Linked DNA regions of Mus musculus: all the other regions are linked to region 6. A link is a contact called in public ChIA-PET, HiCAR-type and HiChIP or PLAC-seq data. All regions are on one chromosome and are shown on one strand. Each heading gives the region's core, a stretch centred on a gene start, on an enhancer-like site or on the middle of the called end of the contact. The rest is flanking DNA. Distances are from core to core; before and after follow the strand shown.

What was found. ChIA-PET counts read pairs in DNA pulled down with a chosen protein or histone mark. HiCAR-type assays count read pairs that join an accessible place to other places. HiChIP or PLAC-seq counts read pairs in DNA pulled down with a chosen protein or histone mark.
Region 1: a HiCAR-type map of kidney shows a contact between it and region 6, with 8 times the contacts expected there. The contact joins the enhancer-like site here to the promoter of Zfp36l1 in region 6. A contact is called at or near these places in 1 of 39 promoter capture datasets (hippocampal neurons), 15 of 484 Hi-C or Micro-C datasets (the 3T3-L1 cell line, the AML12 cell line, MC3T3-E1-derived osteoblasts and 11 more), 30 of 115 datasets of contacts at active chromatin or transcription factors (the NIH/3T3 cell line, T-cell acute lymphoblastic leukemia, astrocytes and 22 more) and 2 of 9 other capture datasets (adipose tissue and embryonic stem cells).
Region 2: a contact with region 6 is called in an H3K4me3 HiChIP or PLAC-seq map of neural progenitor cells, with 16 read pairs. The contact joins the enhancer-like site here to the promoter of Zfp36l1 in region 6. A contact is called at or near these places in 2 of 484 Hi-C or Micro-C datasets (B cells and bone marrow-derived macrophages) and 21 of 115 datasets of contacts at active chromatin or transcription factors (the SCID.adh cell line, T-cell acute lymphoblastic leukemia, acute myeloid leukemia and 15 more).
Region 3: an H3K27ac HiChIP or PLAC-seq map of the NIH/3T3 cell line shows a contact between it and region 6, with 8 times the contacts expected there. The contact joins the enhancer-like site here to the promoter of Zfp36l1 in region 6. A contact is called at or near these places in 2 of 484 Hi-C or Micro-C datasets (bone marrow-derived macrophages and cortical neurons) and 18 of 115 datasets of contacts at active chromatin or transcription factors (the NIH/3T3 cell line, astrocytes, bone marrow-derived macrophages and 14 more).
Region 4: an RNA polymerase II ChIA-PET map of memory CD8 T cells shows a contact between it and region 6, with 60 read pairs. The contact joins the promoter of Susd6 here to the promoter of Zfp36l1 in region 6. A contact is called at or near these places in 1 of 484 Hi-C or Micro-C datasets (CD4 T cells), 5 of 115 datasets of contacts at active chromatin or transcription factors (extraembryonic endoderm stem cells, memory CD8 T cells, microglia and 2 more) and 1 of 9 other capture datasets (liver).
Region 5: an RNA polymerase II ChIA-PET map of memory CD8 T cells shows a contact between it and region 6, with 541 read pairs. The contact joins the enhancer-like site here to the promoter of Zfp36l1 in region 6. A contact is called at or near these places in 1 of 39 promoter capture datasets (embryonic stem cells), 2 of 15 datasets of contacts at CTCF or cohesin (large pre-B cells and pro-B cells), 9 of 484 Hi-C or Micro-C datasets (the 63-12 cell line, B cells, CD8 T cells and 6 more), 31 of 115 datasets of contacts at active chromatin or transcription factors (CD8 T cells, the NIH/3T3 cell line, T-cell acute lymphoblastic leukemia and 22 more) and 2 of 9 other capture datasets (adipose tissue and embryonic stem cells).

The regions. Positions count from the first base shown.
Region 1 is chr12:79,524,911-79,527,745 of GRCm38.p6, forward strand. The region is part of intron 7 of Rad51b (RAD51 paralog B); the gene reads left to right. Among named protein-coding and RNA genes, the nearest start is that of Rad51b, 230 kb to the left of the region's middle. Within about 2 kb of position 1,256, at least 28 of the 459 cell types and tissues checked have an H3K27ac peak or open chromatin away from gene starts, as enhancers often do. A contact at or near this core is called in embryonic fibroblasts and kidney, where this site is marked.
Region 2 is chr12:79,578,193-79,581,005 of GRCm38.p6, forward strand. All of the region lies in intron 7 of Rad51b (RAD51 paralog B), which reads left to right. Among named protein-coding and RNA genes, the nearest start is that of Gm36048, 220 kb to the right of the region's middle. Within about 2 kb of position 1,444, at least 35 of the 459 cell types and tissues checked have an H3K27ac peak or open chromatin away from gene starts, as enhancers often do. A contact at or near this core is called in neural progenitor cells, where this site is marked.
Region 3 is chr12:79,487,691-79,490,646 of GRCm38.p6, forward strand. All of the region lies in intron 7 of Rad51b (RAD51 paralog B), which reads left to right. Among named protein-coding and RNA genes, the nearest start is that of Rad51b, 190 kb to the left of the region's middle. Within about 2 kb of position 1,356, at least 102 of the 459 cell types and tissues checked have an H3K27ac peak or open chromatin away from gene starts, as enhancers often do. A contact at or near this core is called in the NIH/3T3 cell line, astrocytes, forebrain and 2 more, where this site is marked.
Region 4 is chr12:80,789,221-80,791,920 of GRCm38.p6, forward strand. Susd6 (sushi domain containing 6) reads left to right here and starts at 1,312. Exons shown (of 6, transcript NM_178682.4): 1 at 1,312-1,595.
Region 5 is chr12:79,440,598-79,443,527 of GRCm38.p6, forward strand. All of the region lies in intron 7 of Rad51b (RAD51 paralog B), which reads left to right. Among named protein-coding and RNA genes, the nearest start is that of Rad51b, 140 kb to the left of the region's middle. Within about 2 kb of position 1,609, at least 57 of the 459 cell types and tissues checked have an H3K27ac peak or open chromatin away from gene starts, as enhancers often do. A contact at or near this core is called in the 63-12 cell line, B cells, CD8 T cells and 7 more, where this site is marked.
Region 6 is chr12:80,111,722-80,114,421 of GRCm38.p6, forward strand. Zfp36l1 (zinc finger protein 36, C3H type-like 1) reads right to left here and starts at 1,292. Exons shown (of 2, transcript NM_007564.5): 1 at 1,098-1,292. The coding sequence starts at 1,154. Gm52006 reads right to left here. Exons shown (of 3, transcript XM_030247048.1): 3 at 1,859-2,700.

The DNA of each region.
Region 1 (2,835 bases), core at 6-2,505, 590 kb before region 6:
AATTTTTGCATCAGTCAAGGAAATGGTTTAAGTTTCAAGCGTATGAAAGGGCAAGCTATAATTGTTCAATTCCAGTGAAGCACGGGTGTGTTTCATTTTCTCCCTTTATTTCTTGCTGTCTTCTTTAGGTAAGACAAGCCAAGGAAGGAGTGTGCTCATATGAATCTGCAAGTGAGCTTTAAAGTCAGTGAATGCGTTTGAACGCCTGCATGTTATATAACACGCTTCTCTTGTAAATGTTGGACACTCCTTAGAGCGTGTCTCTCTCACTTAGAGAAGAGAGTTGCTTTCACATAGTGACAGACGGTGTGTAATGATGATACAGTGGAGAGAAGCAGAAAGTAAGGATTTATTTTTGCCCTCATTGTTGATTTTCATGTGATATGAGTTGAATAATTTACTTCATCTCCTGTATCTGCTGAGGTGAGTGGTAATATTTTCAGTGGCCACACAGAGGTGCTGGGAGAATGAAAAATAAATTTTCCCAAAACTCATTATGTTGCCTGGAAGATAGACGTATTTAACAAGCAGTCGATTTCATTTCCCATCTTGTTTTATAGCAGTCACCTATCACGTAATCAGAAGAGCCTTCACATTCGTGATCATTTTTCACAATGTCATGTGTAGAGGTTAGAATAATTGCTTGTGTCTTCAAATATGGAAACTAAAGCTCCCAGAATATTTGCTCGATTTGCGTTTGAACACCCCAGTTGCTGCAGTTAGATGGCCTCATATTGACTGTGAGTTGGGAGCTGTTGAAACCAGCTTTAATGTATGGACAGCCACTTCCTCTGTCATATGCACTTTGTCTATGCTTGACATTTTACATGTAAATATTTACTTTTTTTTTTAAAAAGCAGTTCCCGTTTTCATTATGAATTTTGTTTAAAAATTGCTGAGCTCACTAATCTCCTTACTTTTTAAAATTCAGCAAGAAGTTTGATAAAAGTTTATAAGCATGGAGCCAGAACACAAGTTTTAATTTTTTTTATTCAGTGTTCCTAGTTTCCAGTGCTATGACATGGCTGCTCTTTAGCACTTTTGACCCCAGACGTCGTGTTAGGAATTGCTTTTGTTTTTTCCTCACTCTTGCTCCCGCTTATCACCCTGTCATGTGGTTGTTGACTTTAGATTTTCATTTTCCTATCTGGAAATTATAAGCAGTTATTTATTAACCCGATTACTTTATGCTTCAATGGACTTGTCAGTGGGTGGCCTTGTGAATTATTTCAGCTTTTAGAGATACAGATCAACCGCGCCACCCTATACACACAACACAAAGCTGCCGACTCCGCTATTGTAGGACTTGTCATTGAGTGGCATTTGAAACTTGTAAGAGCACTCCCTCTGCTTTTTTTTTTTTTTTTTTTTTGCCTTTTTTTTTTGAATAATACTTAACATGGGTTTTATTTTCTTAGTAGACTTGAATAGTTGAAACTTGTCATTTCATAAGCTCTTGGATAGCACAAATGTTGAACAGGAATTACAGCATTCTTGGTGCGATTTAGTTCTAGTCATCAAAAGCAATCAATTTTACAGTAGAATTGTAAAACTTCAGAGCTAGGTGTAACTAATAACCAGGTATAGGCCTCTCAGTTTATTTAAGAAAAATCTGAAGATCAAAAAGACTAGGTAATTTGTTACTGCTCCATTCTTTAGGACTGGTGAAGTTGGGACTTGAACCCGGGATTCTTCACTTGTAGCTCAGAGTTCTTAATTAGGCTACATCTCCCATGCCTCTGAATCTTTGGCTCCACTTTTGAACAGCAGATGATGTCTCTACTTTGTACAACTTAGAAATATGATTGTTTTTGCTATTCCTTGCCAAGCTATATTGGAGCCTGAGTCAAAATGAAAGGCTAGCTATATTGACTTTGTCTTTATCATGGACTTTTAGCATTTTTAAATTGTATTAAATAATTATCTTAATCAGTAAATCCTTCACTCACGTCCTAGTTCTATTACTTTACTTTAATTTACCAACTATAAACCCCTCTTTTCAGCCTTCTGAAATAAATATGGCCATTTGGGGGATATTTTCTAGTTAATTAGGAAGTTGAAGCCAGTTGGGAGTTCTGTTATTCTCTTTCACTGTATGGTGCTTTGAGCCCTTATATAATGTGTGTGTGTGTGTGTGTGTGTGTGTGATTTATATGGATTAGCAATTGAAGAATGTTCTTTATAGCCCTATTGCTTTCATTGCTGTGCTTGGTTCTCTCAACAAATGTTTGACATAGGTATTGGGTACATTTTTCCCCCCTAAATAATCAAGTCTAAATCTCACAGACTTAAAGTGAAAGAATTAAGTCACTGATCACTGCTGATGTGTCTGGGGACAGACCTGACTTGCAACATTAGCATCATTTCTTCAGGTTCTACTTCTTTTCCTACCTTGAAGCGCCAAGCTTAAAACTCTCCTATACCAGCTGGGCAGGAGGAGATCCTCCCCTGAGTGCTCCAGCATGAGGTTGCAGAGTTGAGTAACCGACCCTCTGTAACTCCAATGCCATCCCTGAGCCAGACTGTGAGGCTGCAAGATGCACTTACATCACTGTTCAAATATGCTGCCTGTGCTCTAGCTTGGGGCAGAGTCTTAAGACCAGAACAGAGGAGATGTAACTCTTCTAAAGGAAGAAAGGATACCAGAAGCCCCTTCCAAAGGAAGTCCTAAAGCTGGTCCTGGTGGTCCTGGTCTGTAATCGTAGATATTGGGGAGGCTGAGCTAGAAGTATATCTTTGTTTAAATCCAACCTGGGCTACAGAGTCCAAGGCCAGTCTGGACAACTTAAAGAGGCTGTACCTCAAAGTGAAAATTTAAAAAGAAGGATAGAGCGT
Region 2 (2,813 bases), core at 194-2,693, 530 kb before region 6:
CAGCCTGGTTTACAGTGAGTTCCAGGCTTGCCAGGGCTACATAGTGAGACTCTGTCTCAAAACAAAATCAAATGAGTAAAGAAAAGGTGGGAGGCAAGAGCACACATGTACTTGTCTTCTGACCTCCTCACGTATGCTGTCGCATGCACACATCTGTACTTACACACATGAACACACGAACACACACACACACATAAAGATATTAAGTAACACTCAGGAGGCTGAGGCAGGAAGACTGCCTTAAGTTTAAAGCCAGCCTAGATTACTAGAAAGTTCTGGGTCAGCCTGGGTCTACTTTCTCAGAAAAAGTGGATTTAGTCAGTAGTCTGTAGTGTCATAGTGATCAAAACTGGAATCAATGTAAGAAGACCAAAGCTCAGAGGGTGGTGTTGGTGAACCTCTTTAACTGAGCACACAGCAGGCAAAGACAGGCAAGCAAATATTTGAGTTCAAGGCCAGCCTGCTCTACAAAGCAAGTTCCAGAGAAATCCTATCTCAAACAAACAAACAAACAAACAAAAAACCAAAAGGGAACAAAAATAAAACAGGAAGGGTGAGGAGGAAGAGGAGAAAGGGAAGAAAACTCAAGAGTGCTCAGAGAAAACTGAGGACCAAGGTTGTGTCTTTAGATTTTATATTTGATTACCCAAAGTAGTTTTTTTAGATGTGACATTAGAAACTCATTTGAGCCATTTTTAAGAGTACAACTTTAAAATAATAACCCAACTTACACTGATTACCATTACTTTAGTCTTTGGAGGATATTTACAGACAGTCTTTCTTAACCTTGTAGATATGATCCACAAATATTATTTTGTTTCTAATTGCATGCTAAGCAGAGAGCACCCGAATCTGCAAGGCACTGTAGACAGGCTATTTTTAGGGAACTCATGTTTTTCTTTAAAAGCTTGGTTAGCATTTGGAATTGATGCACAGTATAATATTTAAAAGGAAAACAACACATTTCCTCACCCCCCAGGAGGTTTCCTAAAATAGCATGTAATCTTGCCTACACGGGGAAAAGCCTCAAATTTTATAAATTGTGTTGGATCTAACCCAGATTACCTGACCAGGAGAGCCCCCAAGAAAAACAAGGTGTGGTAAAGGTTATAGTAATGGCAATTAAGAAATTTGTGTTGTGCTTGCTGGACCTCACTGAAGGCAGTGACCCAGCCTGTGGCTACTGGCGTCGTTTCCACAGCTGAGACATGCTGTCTTTTTGGAGAGAAATCCAAACCAAATCTTTGCCCACTTTGGAAGCCAAAATATTCTTCTAATTCCTTTCAGCCACAGCCAAAGCCGAGCTTTTGCTTGTAGGATCCACGTCTGTGGGACCCACTGTATTAACCTGTTTTCTGTGTACTGTTTCAACACAAACAGGTTTGATTTTAGTTGCTTCTCCATGGGATGTGAGAAGGCAGAAAGTATTTTTTGATGTTATCTGCTTGAAACCTCTCCAAGTTGCAGAGGAAAACACCCAAGGTTCAGAGAGGCAGAAAGAATTATGTCTGTAGCCCTATAGCTGGAAACGGCAGAACCCAATTTTAGGACACCTGACCCTCCATCCAGGCCTGCCACTGGCTCATATACTACAGCATCTTTCGTCAACTGCAGAGACTCTGTAGCTTCATACATTACATTCCAGATGTTGACCATGGGGCCTGTGTGATAACAAGCTGCACTCTAATAGAAGTATACTATGCTCAGCAACAGCTTAGTAGCCTATACACAGCAGCTAACTCTGCACAGAGTGAAAGCCACCGACTCTTCATTGACCTGAGTGGAATCTGTTGAGAACTTTGCTTAAGCTCCTCTTGAGGCGGAGAGGAAGTCCTTTAAAATCTCCTTAGCAACCCAAAAGAACAAAGAAACATTTTTGTGATTACTTGGCAGAAGTCCTTTGCCAAAAGCTCATGGTGTGGTCCAGAATGAGTAGATAGGACACTGCCAACAAAATTCCCCGGGGTTGAGTTACCAAAAGCTGAAGGTATAGAGAAGTGTCTCTGTGTAAAACATTTATTCCGTTTTCGTACTTCGTGCTTTACCAACAAAGCAGTTTCCCTTCATCCTCCTCCCTTTCACTTTCCAGTTCTCAGGCTCAGTTTACTGTCAGACACATTCCCACACTTAGATATTTGCATTGCCCTGCTTGGCTTCTTCAACTTTACAGTATGGGTAGACTAGAGCATTGCTCATGATCATTTTTCTAGCTCAACATGAGAATGAGTAGCCTCTTTCCGAACCCTTTCTGTGACGGCCCCACCCCCACCCCCGGCTGCTTTCTTCTCCTACTGCCTGGCCACTGATTTATGTGAAGATAGACTCTTTCTATAGTTCAAGTATCAATTCTTTCTGCATAGTGATCTTTCTAGTCACAAGGCCCTTTCCCACTCACTGAGACCAGTGTTTTGAGAAGGTATAATAATGAGAAGGAAAAAAAAAACTTATATTTATTCTACTTTTTTTTTCTATTTGTCTATTCGGTACTACAAATTGGATGTGGTAAAAAGTAAAGAAGAAAAGATGTAAATGTTAATAGATTGTGTTAGATACAATCAAAGACTTTTTAAGGCTAGATCTAGAGATACTGTAGAACGTAGAGTAGACATCAGGGTTATTTGAGAATTGGGTTGGAAAATAAAGTAATACAGAAAGTACCAGAGAATGTGTTAAGTAGATTTATGAAAAGCAACCACAAATCATCCTTAGGCCTGAGCCTGACAAAGACATCAAGAGAAGCCCAGATGCCAGAAGCTCCTGAAGGTCCACACCGATTTTACTGTCTGCCCCAGAGCTGTCCACAGAGATGAGGA
Region 3 (2,956 bases), core at 106-2,605, 620 kb before region 6:
AATTAACCACATCCGTGTAAGCAATTTAACCTTTTGAAAAGTGGGATTATAATCAACTCCTGGTGGCATTTGAAAGGTTTTACTGAAAAGACCTTTACGCACATGAAACAGCGTGGGGTTTCATTTACACTTCTTGGACAGCCAGCTCTGCTGGCCCTGTTGTGATCTGACTCAGTGTTCCTGCAGGTTCTGAGTATCTCATAACAATGCATTAACTCCCTGGGTTCCATGATTAGTAGGCCGTGGGCTGGGGACCTGTACCATGATAGTTATATTATCTGGCACAAGTAGACGTTTGAAAGGTGGAAGTCCTTTTCTCAATTTAGAAGAAGTGTAATTTTTAGTGGAAGTGCATCTTATAATAAGTATACATGAAAAGTGGTGCCTTCATTTTGGAAATGTCTCAATGGAGCCAGAAATCCTGCCTGATGTAGGTTCAGCCTTGTTTTTCCCGTTCTTCCCGATGCTCCGTGAGGCAACTGAGGAAACAGGGTCATCACAGTAAGTCAAGCCTCTGCATTCCTGACGGCAGAGCACGAGTGTTAGGAACCCCCTTTTTTTCAACAGCAGATTGCTGCGATGCGGTACCTTCTGATTTCTAATGAGACACGAAGGCCTCTGTGTACAAGACAGTTTCGCACTTAGATGCTGACGGCTTTGTTCTCTGAGGCCATAGAGGTTATTTTTCCTAAGTTGGAAGAGTAGACTAGCTTCTTGGTGTACACTGAGTTTGCAAGTTTTTTTTTCTTTTTCTTTTCTCTTTTCTTTTTTGTTCTTGCTGATGTTCTTTTTTAATGATGAATAGCCCTTGAAATTCTGTAATACTAAAGGGGAAAGTCAGGTTGTCTTATTCTCATTTCAAAGATGAGATGGATGTACAGTTGAAAGAGATTATGCAACTTTCTCAAGCTCTCATGGAAAACAGGTGACAAAGCTAAATTTTCCCACACAATGTCATATTGGGATGAGAAATGCATCCTCCTTAGCGTATTACATCAATGAATCGTGTGCTTTGAGAAGCACTCGGGCCAGCGGGAACATCGCTGAACCTCATCCCAGGCACACGAGAAAAACGGTCTAAATCTAGGCCTGTGTTGTTCATTCATGTACATAGCATTCAGAACAAAGTCAGTTCTACATCAGGCCCTTGGAATCGCAGGCCGTCAGGGAGTGAGAAATTGATTGTCTTCTGTTACTTCTCCTTTTTAATCCCCTCATTTTCTCTGGTTGGTGTTCTTAGATGCCAGAGGCCAGTCGCTGCTGCCAGATGACTGGGCTCTGCTGGCTCATCAAGGGGCCGTGGCAGCACTTGTTTCCATGAGAGCTGGAAGACCAGATGCAATGGAAAAAGCACAGGCCGTTGTTTCTAAGTAGCTGGCAGTGTGATTCACAGTGGCCTGTATAATGTGAATGGAATCTGATAGCTCTTGGAACCGGGCTTCATGAGTAAAGTTACCGTGTTGGCAAGCTGAGCAGAGGCGGAGTGCTTGGTTAACATGTTCATATCCGGGCTTTTAGGAATAATCTGTGCAGTTTAACTTCAGCTCTTTCGGGTTTCCAAGTAGACTAGATATTCCTGAAAGGGGTATTGCCCAATTTCTAGGTGTATTTAAGGGATGTGATTTTTGAAGGCAAATTCCTTTTTGTGTGACAAGTAAATTAACATTAAACATCATGTATTCTGCCATGAAATTCAGTGGTAGGTTGTTCTTAGGACTCCATTTCTAGACATGCGTGGTGGCTTATGCCTTTGGTCCTAAGGCTGAGATGGCTGAGGCAGGAGGGCCTAGGAGTTCATGATAACATAACCAAGCCTTGTCTCAGCAAGGCAAAGCAAAAGGACAGTGAATCCTTCTACTTCTAAAGAAGCCCGTTCTCAGAGTCATTTAAAAGGTGTAAGAAATATAGTAGGCCCCAGGGGTCTCATGAGGGCAAATGAAAATAGAGTTTTCAAAGTAGTTGTAAACTAACAATGGAGTCACAGCAGCATAATAACTCATAATAATTCAGATGTTTTCCCAGGGATTTTCTGACTTTGACATAATAATTATGAATAAATGGTGGCTGCATTATATACACCTGTGTTTTGTAGTCATGTAGTTTCTTTATGCTAATGTTGTTGTTCCCTATAGTAACAACAAAAATATGTTCATTAGACTATAAATATTCATATTCATCCTTAGTCCTTTCCTTGTCTATCAAGCTCTATCCAGCCTTAATTCCTAATGCATTTACTGCCTTTTTTTGTTGTTGTTGTCATTTATTGTCTTTTTCTGGGTAATCACTTTGCTCTTTTGTGTGGCGGGGGGAGGGGAACTCTGGATAATTGCAAATGTCTTGCTATCCTTATGGACTAATCTGTGTTCTGTCCGCCTACATCATCACAGGCTTTATTGTGAGTCGCAGTCAGAAGAGTTCTAGGCAAATGAGAAGGGTTTTATGTTGCGACACCTCCATCAGTCTCGATTGCTGAGCTGAAGAAGAGGCTGTGCAGTGACTCTTGTGACAGCGGAGGTGCTCTGAACTCCCTGGATGGATGCCTCACCTCCAGCATCTGCTCCATCCCCAGAAGCGAGCAGCTTGTTTTCCAATCAAGGCGTACTCTGCAATTCGACCCTTTTTTTTGGAAATTAGGTATACTTTCCAGCATATATGCTTAGAGGCCCTTGGGTATTTGAACCATTTCCTAGTCTACTTTCCCAGACATAAGAGATACCATGTGTGAAGTATGTGGAATGAAAATGTCAAGGTGTTTGGGTGGGTTCTTTCTACAGAAAATATATTTGCTTATTGCAGTTTCTCTGCGAAGACTTTAAAGTGATTTAAGGACAGTTTAAAATCACCTCTTTAGAGCTGAAATAATTTATGTCTGCTGTGTAAATAGAACCTTCCAGAGTATGAACCGATGAGCCACCTCAACTCCCACCTCTTTTATGAAGCCTTCCTCAGTGCCCTT
Region 4 (2,700 bases), core at 62-2,561, 680 kb after region 6:
AGAAGAGGAGGAAGAGGAAGAAGAAGAGGAGGAGGAGGAGAACTGAGAAGAAGAAGAAGAAAGAAGAGGAAGAGGAAGAAGAAGAAGAGGAGGAGGAGGAGAACGAAGAAGAAGAAGAAGAAGAAGAAGAAGAAGAAGAAGAAGAAGAAAAAGAAGAAGAAGAAGAAACAAAAAACTCCAGTAGATCCTAGGTAGGGCACTTGCACAGATAAAAGAAAAGGCTGGGCATGGTGGGGCACACCTTTAATCCCAGCACTTGGGAGGCAGAGGCAGTCGGATCTCTGAGTTCGAGGTCAGCCTGGTCTACAGAGTGAGTTCCAGGACAACCAAGGCTACACAGAGAAACCCTGTCTCGAAATAAATAAATAAATAAATAAATAAATAAATAAATAGAAATAAAAAGAAAGAAAGAAAAAAAAAAGAAAAGGCTAACAGGCCTTCTTAATTTATGAGTCACTGATTTTCAAGGAGTGCTTCAACATTTATTGAGCACCTCTAAGACAGGCCAAGTACCTAGTACCAAGTACCTAGGCACAAAGAGATAGTTCCTACTGTCATATGGCCACCCCTCTGTAGTGAGAGTCACTGTTAAATGGATGCAGCTGACCAGTGCTCAATTTGCTCACCTAAGACGCGCTTGAAAGCAATTCAAGGAGGCTCAGAAGCAGAGCAAAAAGCTAGGGGCCAAGCCTGCAGCTCTAGGTTCCCCAGGCCTCGCTGGAATGTCAGTTTCCTCCATTTAAGATCTGCCAGGTGTTTTTGAGTGCGCAGAAATAGCACTCAGGGACACCCATTAAAAAGATTCCTGAAGCCCACCCCAGCGTTATAGAATCAGAATGGCCTGATCTACATTTCCACCCCCACCTAACCCCCTCGGGACACTTTTGAGATAGTTAAGTTACACACCCTAACCTAGAGTACAGCTTAATAGGGAGATAATAACCTGCTTTGAAGATAGGTCAGGCAAGCGATTCAAGACCTAAATGGGCGACGTGTGTAGAAGAGGCTCTTAAACAACAGTATACTTCCTTGCAAATGACAGTAATTAAAACATCCAAATAATAACCAAACAATAACAGTAAAAGAACCGGAGGGCCCTCTAGGAAGGTGGCTTAACTAGAGTATTACAGCCAGAGCAGTTCGAGTGACTGTCTCTTTAAGGTTCCCTCCCCCCGCCGCCAGGGGCGTGTCAGACAAGGTCAGAGGCGCGTGCGCGTGACTCCTCGGGGCGGTCGCAGCGGCGCGACGCCTGCGCTTGTTGCGTGCGTGCCTGACCCCGCCCAGGCCTCGTCCCTGCCCTGCCCCCTCTGCGGGGCCTCCCCCGCCCGCGTCGTACAGCTGGGCCAGTGACGCTGGCGCAGCCGTCGCCACCGCCGCCGCGTTCCATCCTCAGGAGCCGGCCACCGCTCGCGTCCTCGTCCTCGTCCTCCTCCTTCGTCAGCGCCCGGCCGCGTGAGCCAGACCAGGGCACGCGAGGCGTCGCGGGGGACCCGACAGGGAGTGCAGGCAGGCGGGCGCGCTCAGCGGCGGAGCGGGTTCGGCGACGCGGGAGCTGCTAGCGCCCCCTTTCCCGGAGGTCTCGGCGCCGCTCCCGGGTGAGTTGTCACCGCCGCCCGGGCTGGAGGGGCCGGCTTTGTGTCAGCGGCGCGCGGGGCCGGTTGTCAGGGCACTGGCGGGCAAGCACTTCCTCAGGGACGCGGGCCTTCTGCGCGGCCGCCTGCTACCGCGCCGGCCGGTGTCAGCACTGCGAGCCGCGCGGGAGTAGCCGGGTCGGGCCGCTCCGAGGGCGGCGGCGTGGTTGTGCCGGTGCCCGAGAGCGGAGAGCAGATCGGGCTCGGTGGAGCGCGCTGCAAGGCGGAGGCCCTCCAGTCCAGCGAAGCCGCGGTTCCGCACGGCGGGACCGGCTTGGCCGAGGTGGGTTTCCTGAGGAAACCTTGCAGCCGCTCGCCTGTGCGCGGGAGCGTTCTGGAGCCCCAGCGCCTGGTCGCCTCTTCAGTCGCAAAAACTTTTCTTATTATGTGGGCTGAAACTTGCCGAACCCATTTCCTGTTTTGTTTCGGTTTTACTGTAACTACATATAGACTTTCTTACTTGTGAGACTGATGGTCCCTCCCGGGACAGCCACCATGGTGGAAAAACTTACCTGTAACGGAATTGGGAGGGCAGCAAGGCCGGGGATCCCAAAGAGGCATTAAGTTCATTGGGAACTTTACATTAGTTCAGCAGAGGCCCAATGTTGTTGCCACACACTTCTTTGGTGACAAGGTAGTGTGCTGCCCTTTGTTGCTCTTGTTGGTTGGGGTTCGAAGAGAGGTGCGGGGACATTATCCTTTTCAGTTAAGCCATGGGTATTTAGTCCTTTCTAGATCTGCAAGATCCGCAGTGACTTTCCACTTTTCACTGGTCAATCGGTTTTTGGTGTTAGAATCCCTTTGGTTAATAATAATAATAATAAAATCACACATACACACACACACACACACACACACACACACACACACACACTTTTGTGCTCTGGGAATTCTACACCCAGGCTGTCACCATCTAGTGGAGACTAGTAGAGACATGCCCTTGGCTTTGACTTCTTAGTTTTCTGAGCTTTGCATTTTTCATTAGATGCACATTCAAGTAGAAATGAGAACTGTCTTGAGTTGGGGGTGGGAGTGGATTCCTGTATTTCAATAAAGGAATCACTTCATA
Region 5 (2,930 bases), core at 359-2,858, 670 kb before region 6:
GCTGTTCTGCATATGGAGGCACCGGCTTAAGTGATCTGTAATATCGTCTTCATACTTAATGTTAAAAACACAATTGGTGATTCAGATCTGTAACCCCAGCTTGGAGAGGCTGAGATAGGAGCACCACAAGTTCAGAGCTTTCCTGGGCTACTCTGAGTTCAAGACTCCTTAGTACAGTCTTGTCTCAACATAAAAATAAGTTGGGGAAGGGAGGGTTGGGGGGTTGCAGCTGAGATGTAGCTTGGTGGTAGAGCCCTAGGTTCAATCCCAGTTTAAAAAAACAAAACAAAACAAAACAAAACAAAATCAAACTCTTGTCAAATATCCAGTACAGTAAATATGAATACATAAACATTTTATCCTCTTTTAAGGACAATTTTGCCTTTAAGGTTAAAGAATTTTTCCCAAAATGTAAATAGTAAACAATTTAAACTAATGCTATTTATCTGCAGATCAGCAAGAATTATCAGGTTTCTCCAACACTCATTCTTTTGTAAATAAACAAGTAAATACTCTCTCATCCCCAGAATCATTTAATCAAGAGAAGACATGTAATACAGCCAAAAATCAGTAAGCTACACTAGATATAGGAATCTTTAAAAATGAAGGATTTGATTTTTGGCCCTCGTTTGAGTGATCTCACATGTTAAATAAACAGGATGTCAGTACTCAGGAGCCTTAACGTTTCTGGTCAGGTGTTTCTGGGGTTGTGTCTTTGCTGAGTTGTGAGGTGAAGTATTGTGGTCATCCACGACTTAAAAACCCTGCAGATAGAGGGTCATGGCGTCATGTTGTTGCTCAATGCTGGCACTGGCTCTGAAGTCTCGAAACGCCGAGAGATCTTGGAAGCTACACACCATCACTCTGACCAGACCCTGGTGATCCTGTAGATCAGCTTTGACTTGTGTGGAAGAGGACTGCATATGAGCTGGAGACTACCTTCAATGACTTACAAAAGTGCCTTTAAAATATTACCCAAGTGGCTTCCAGGGTTGTCGTTTCTTTCAATTAACAAAGCCTTTTCTTATTTTCCTTTCAGCTCAGTACTAAATCCCAGTGTTTGCTGAGGAAATATTGATTAATTTGAGTGGGGCAGGCTCAAAACCACGAACACTGAATGGCCCTAGATCTGGGTGGGAACTGTTTAAACTTATTTTACAGCACAAGAGATAAGATGACTCTTTAAAAGACAGCAGAGGAAGAAAGAGGAGGGCTTTCAAGAGAAGATGTAAGCCATCATTGGTGACCTTTGACTCTTCCAACATAATCAGCAGACCTGCCTTTCTGAGTTCTAGAGTGTGTTTATGGAAACTTCAGTAAACATGCTTTCAATGCCATTCGCTGACGTTTAAACATACGCTTGCAGCTTTAATGAAGTTTAAAGTTGTGTATAACTTCCTGAAAAGTTTTACAAATTAGTTTGGATATAGGAGATGGGACTTGAAATCAAAATCATGCTATAAAAGTTGGGCAGCCTTAAATTTTTCATCCAACACATAAAACATGTCAAACACGTTTAAAACCACTTGAGAAGGAAGTCTGAATATACTGTCCGTGTAATCTCGAGGGCCTTTCAGAGTCTCTCAGATGTGCTCTGCGTTCTTTTCTCATTGAGTAGAGTCACTGGTGGTTGCTGTATTCATTGTTCTAAAATCAGTAAATGATGCAAAGAAAACCCACTATCTTTTCAACTTAAAAATAGTATTTCCTTTTAGATTTTTGTCAACCAAATCACTTTCAGTTTTCTTTTTCTTTCTTCCCCCACCCCGCTTTGAGACAGAGTCTTGTCTCTCGTGTAGCTCAGCAGACCTCAGACTTGTAACCCTCCTAACCTACACCTCAGGGGCTGGGATTCTACTCACCGTCCCTGGCTCTCATAGGGAAACGTGTGTATGAAAACCAGTGGGACTAAACAAGAGGTGTATGTGTCTTTTAAGACATTGCTGTGTAGCCCACACTAATCTTAAACTTGTAATCCTCCTGCCTCGGCCTCCTGAATACTGAGATTTAGAGGCATGAACTATTATGTTTGGGTTTCAGCAAAAACTTTATGCCTATGTTGTTATGTGGCCTTCAGTTTTACTCACAGTATGCTGAAGGGAGGGTGTTTGCCTCTCAGTGAGATCATTGGAGCAGGTCAGGATTTTTTTTTTTAAACTTAAGTGTGATAAAAAGTACATGACTTGTATTGATCTGTTTTCTTTTATAATAACAGAATATCAGAGGCTTGGTACTAAGTTTAAAAAAAAAACGAAGTTTACTTAGCTAACAGTTTTGAGATTGGCAGCTGAGATCAGATGGCCTGCTGATTTGACTCTGGTGAGCATGTCTCTGGCTGTGTCAAGGTGTGACTAGTTGCCTTAATGGCGGGAATTGTGTAAAAGAGAGAGCTCGTGTGACGACAGGAATTTGGAAAGCATGGAAGGGCCAAGAATGCTGCTTTATAACACTTTCCCAAGAGAACTCATCAAGGTTTCATGATTTTGTTTTGTTTTGTTTTTAATTTGGAGTGCTGGGATGGAACATTACAATTCAGGCCTCAGGCTGCAGTCCACTGACCTCTGAAGAATGTGTGTCTCATAACCATCCCCGTGGTCAATTATAAAACATCTCCATCTTGTCAGAGAATGTCCTTGTGCCTCTGTGATGCAGTCCCCACCCTGTCCCCAGACAACAATAGGATCCTTCTTGATCACAGGAGGATAGTTTTGTAAGTTTTAGAATCCCAAGTGAATGGACTCAATGGTATATATCCTTTTGTGTCTGGCTTCTGCTCTGTTCGGGGATAATTTGTGGCATGTCTGAGTTGTTTGTTCATCTTTTTAAAAAGATCCCTGCATAGTACACTCTGTACAAACAGGCTGTCATTTATTGCCTTATGTACTAACAGACATTCTGCTCATCTTTATTTTGGAATTACAGATAAAGGG
Region 6 (2,700 bases), core at 42-2,541:
GCCAGGGCAAACAGACTTGGAAAAACGCAGGGAGGGAAAGAAGCCGAAAATGCAAAGTTTTTGATGTTGCTCTTCAACTCCAGCACGGCCCTGCACCCCAACCCTGCAGCCCCGGGGCCTTGGCAGCTGCACCGACAGGAGCAGCGAGCTAGGAAGAGAGCAACATGACCCGACGTGTTTAAGGGAAGGCAAAAACAGTTCAGCAATTAAAAGTAGCCTAGCAGCTTCATCCTTTCAAATTGGGGGGTTGGGGGAAGTAGAGCGGGCAAAAAATTAACAACATTCACGGAGTTATTTCAATCGCACTCCTGGAACATTACGGTTTTAAAAGTTTTTTTCTGTTTTGTTTTTCAAAAACCTGACTGGCAAACTGCCCCATTTTGGCCCTCTTAAATCCTAACTGGCGGGAACTTGAGGTCTGGCAGCATTTTGTTCCCCTATTCCTTAGTCAACGAACCGTAGTGCCTCACAACCCAGGTAAGCAAACAGTTTCAGCCCCAAGTTTGCAGCACGATCGACCAGCTCCCGCAGCGGGAACCTAGCCCAGCTGGGGCGGACAAACTCCACTACAAAGTCGCTTTGCCTACATCTTTTTGAACCTTAAGTCGGCCTCTTTCTTCGTCGCATTATCTCTTAGCTCCCCAAAACAGACAGGAAAATTCTCCCAGTCAGATACCGCCCTGAGACCTCGCTTTTCCTAGAGACCCCTAGCAAAAGGTGTTGGGTAACCTCGAACATCTCCAGCGGGTACAGGAAACCCAAGGCGCACACTGCGAAGCCGAGCCCACCCGCTTAGCCCAGCTCCGGAGGTGCACCATGCAGAAAAGAATCCTTCAAAATTCGTCCCAAACCTAACCACTCTTCCGCACCTCCTTGCCCCGCAAACTGGAGCAGTCGCCCAGAACTTTGCTCCCCGGATTCACAGAACCCCACCTGGGACCTGAAACTTAAGTGCGAGGAGGACATAAACAAATTCCTTCACCATGGAGGGAAACGCAAGCAGTGAAACTCCTTCACGTCCCCGAGACCCAAACTTTTTAGAGTTTCTTGGAGCACAAGAGAAACTTTCAAAAAGCCAACGCTCCGCCCTGCTTTACCTTGCATAAAACTTCGCTCAAGTCAAAAATGGTGGCGGACACGAGGGTGGTGGTCATCGTGGGCGTTCGCACGGGGCAAGGACTAGGATCTGGTGTGTCGTGAAGGTCCCGGTGCGGGGAAGGCGCAGCCTCCGGCTCTCCGGTCAGGAGTCCCACACGCCTGCTCCCGGCGCCCCTCGCCTTTCTGACTCTCCCGGGCTGCGGCGCGCAAAGCCCAATTTATAAGATTTGGTGGGTTGGGGGGGGTGGAAGGAGGAGCTTTAAACGTATTTAAATGAAGAAGAGGAGGCGGAAAAAAAGTTGATTGACACTGAGGTTGAATCAGCCATGCGGTCAAGAGGGAGGGAGGGGTAAAGGGGGAGGAAAGAAACTTTCAAAAGGAAGAAGGGGGAGGGAGACGAGGAAAGAAGGCGGAAAAAAAAAAAAAAAAAAAGCACTCGGAGCGGCGCAAAACTTTTTTTTCTTAAAGAGGAAAAGTTTCGAGTCCGCGGGCTCCGGGGGCGCCCCTCCCCTGGGCCGAGCCCGGCAGAGGGGGAGGGGCGCCCACCCTTTGTCAACCTCGCTGCTCGGCTCTGTGACATCACTCATTCCACCCCCTTCGGAGTTCGAGTTGTTGTGTTTGTTGGTTTTTTTTTTTAAGAGTTGGAAGGCGGGCTCGACTCTCCTCTCTCTCTCTCTCTCTCTCTCTCTCTCTCTCTCTCTCTCTCTCTCTCCCCCCCCTCCTCCCTCCCTCTCCCCCCTGTCTTTTTTTTTTTTTTTTTTCTTCCTAGCAGGCGCTGGAGCTGGTCTTGAGCGGGCCAGGGCTGCGGTTTCCATCTTGAGCTAGTGTCCCTTGAAACTTCTCCAAGTGCCCGCACGACTTACCTTCCCCTGACTTCCCTGTCCACACCCGGCTGCCCATCGCAAAATGAGCTGGGCGAGGAGTTTAGGAATGCGGAGCACCCCAAATGTTCGAGTCAAGAGTTTTATGTTTGTTGTTTCCCATCAGTGAGCAAAAGAAGTAGGGATGACCAGAGAAAACTTTTTCTCCAGGAGAGCCTAGGCTGGAGGGGGCGAGAGCAGTAAGATTTTGCGCGCAGCGCGGGGTCCACGCGTGCTGGGCCGGCAGCCTGCGTTTTCCCGGTATGGTGGGGGCACCACTGCCTGGGCAGAATTCTTTCAGACCTAGATGGGGCGCTTTGTTCACATAACCGATCTTTAAACTTGCTACAGCAGAAAAGTCCAGACTTTCAAGGGCACCCCCTGAAAATAAAAGAGCAACAAGTCACTTTCCACGCGCGCTTTGAATTCGGGCTGCCTCCTCCACACATCCCCGAATGTTAAAAACAAGGGGGGAAAAAGTTACTTTGGTAAGAAGGAAGGTAGAGGTGGGGGAAGCGACACTTCTTGCTGCTCTCCCGCCCCCACGCGAACGGAACATATGGCTTGTCACTATGCCCGGTTTGGGGGTACCAAGCAATAAGACCCACGGAACTCAGTGGCCTTCAATGAATTACACCGCCCTTTAAAACCACGAACTATGTGTTTATTTACTATTAGGTCTGGCTGCCTCCCACCCGCACCGGCTCGCGTGCTGCAGTGGAGACCCGGGCGGAAATCGCGG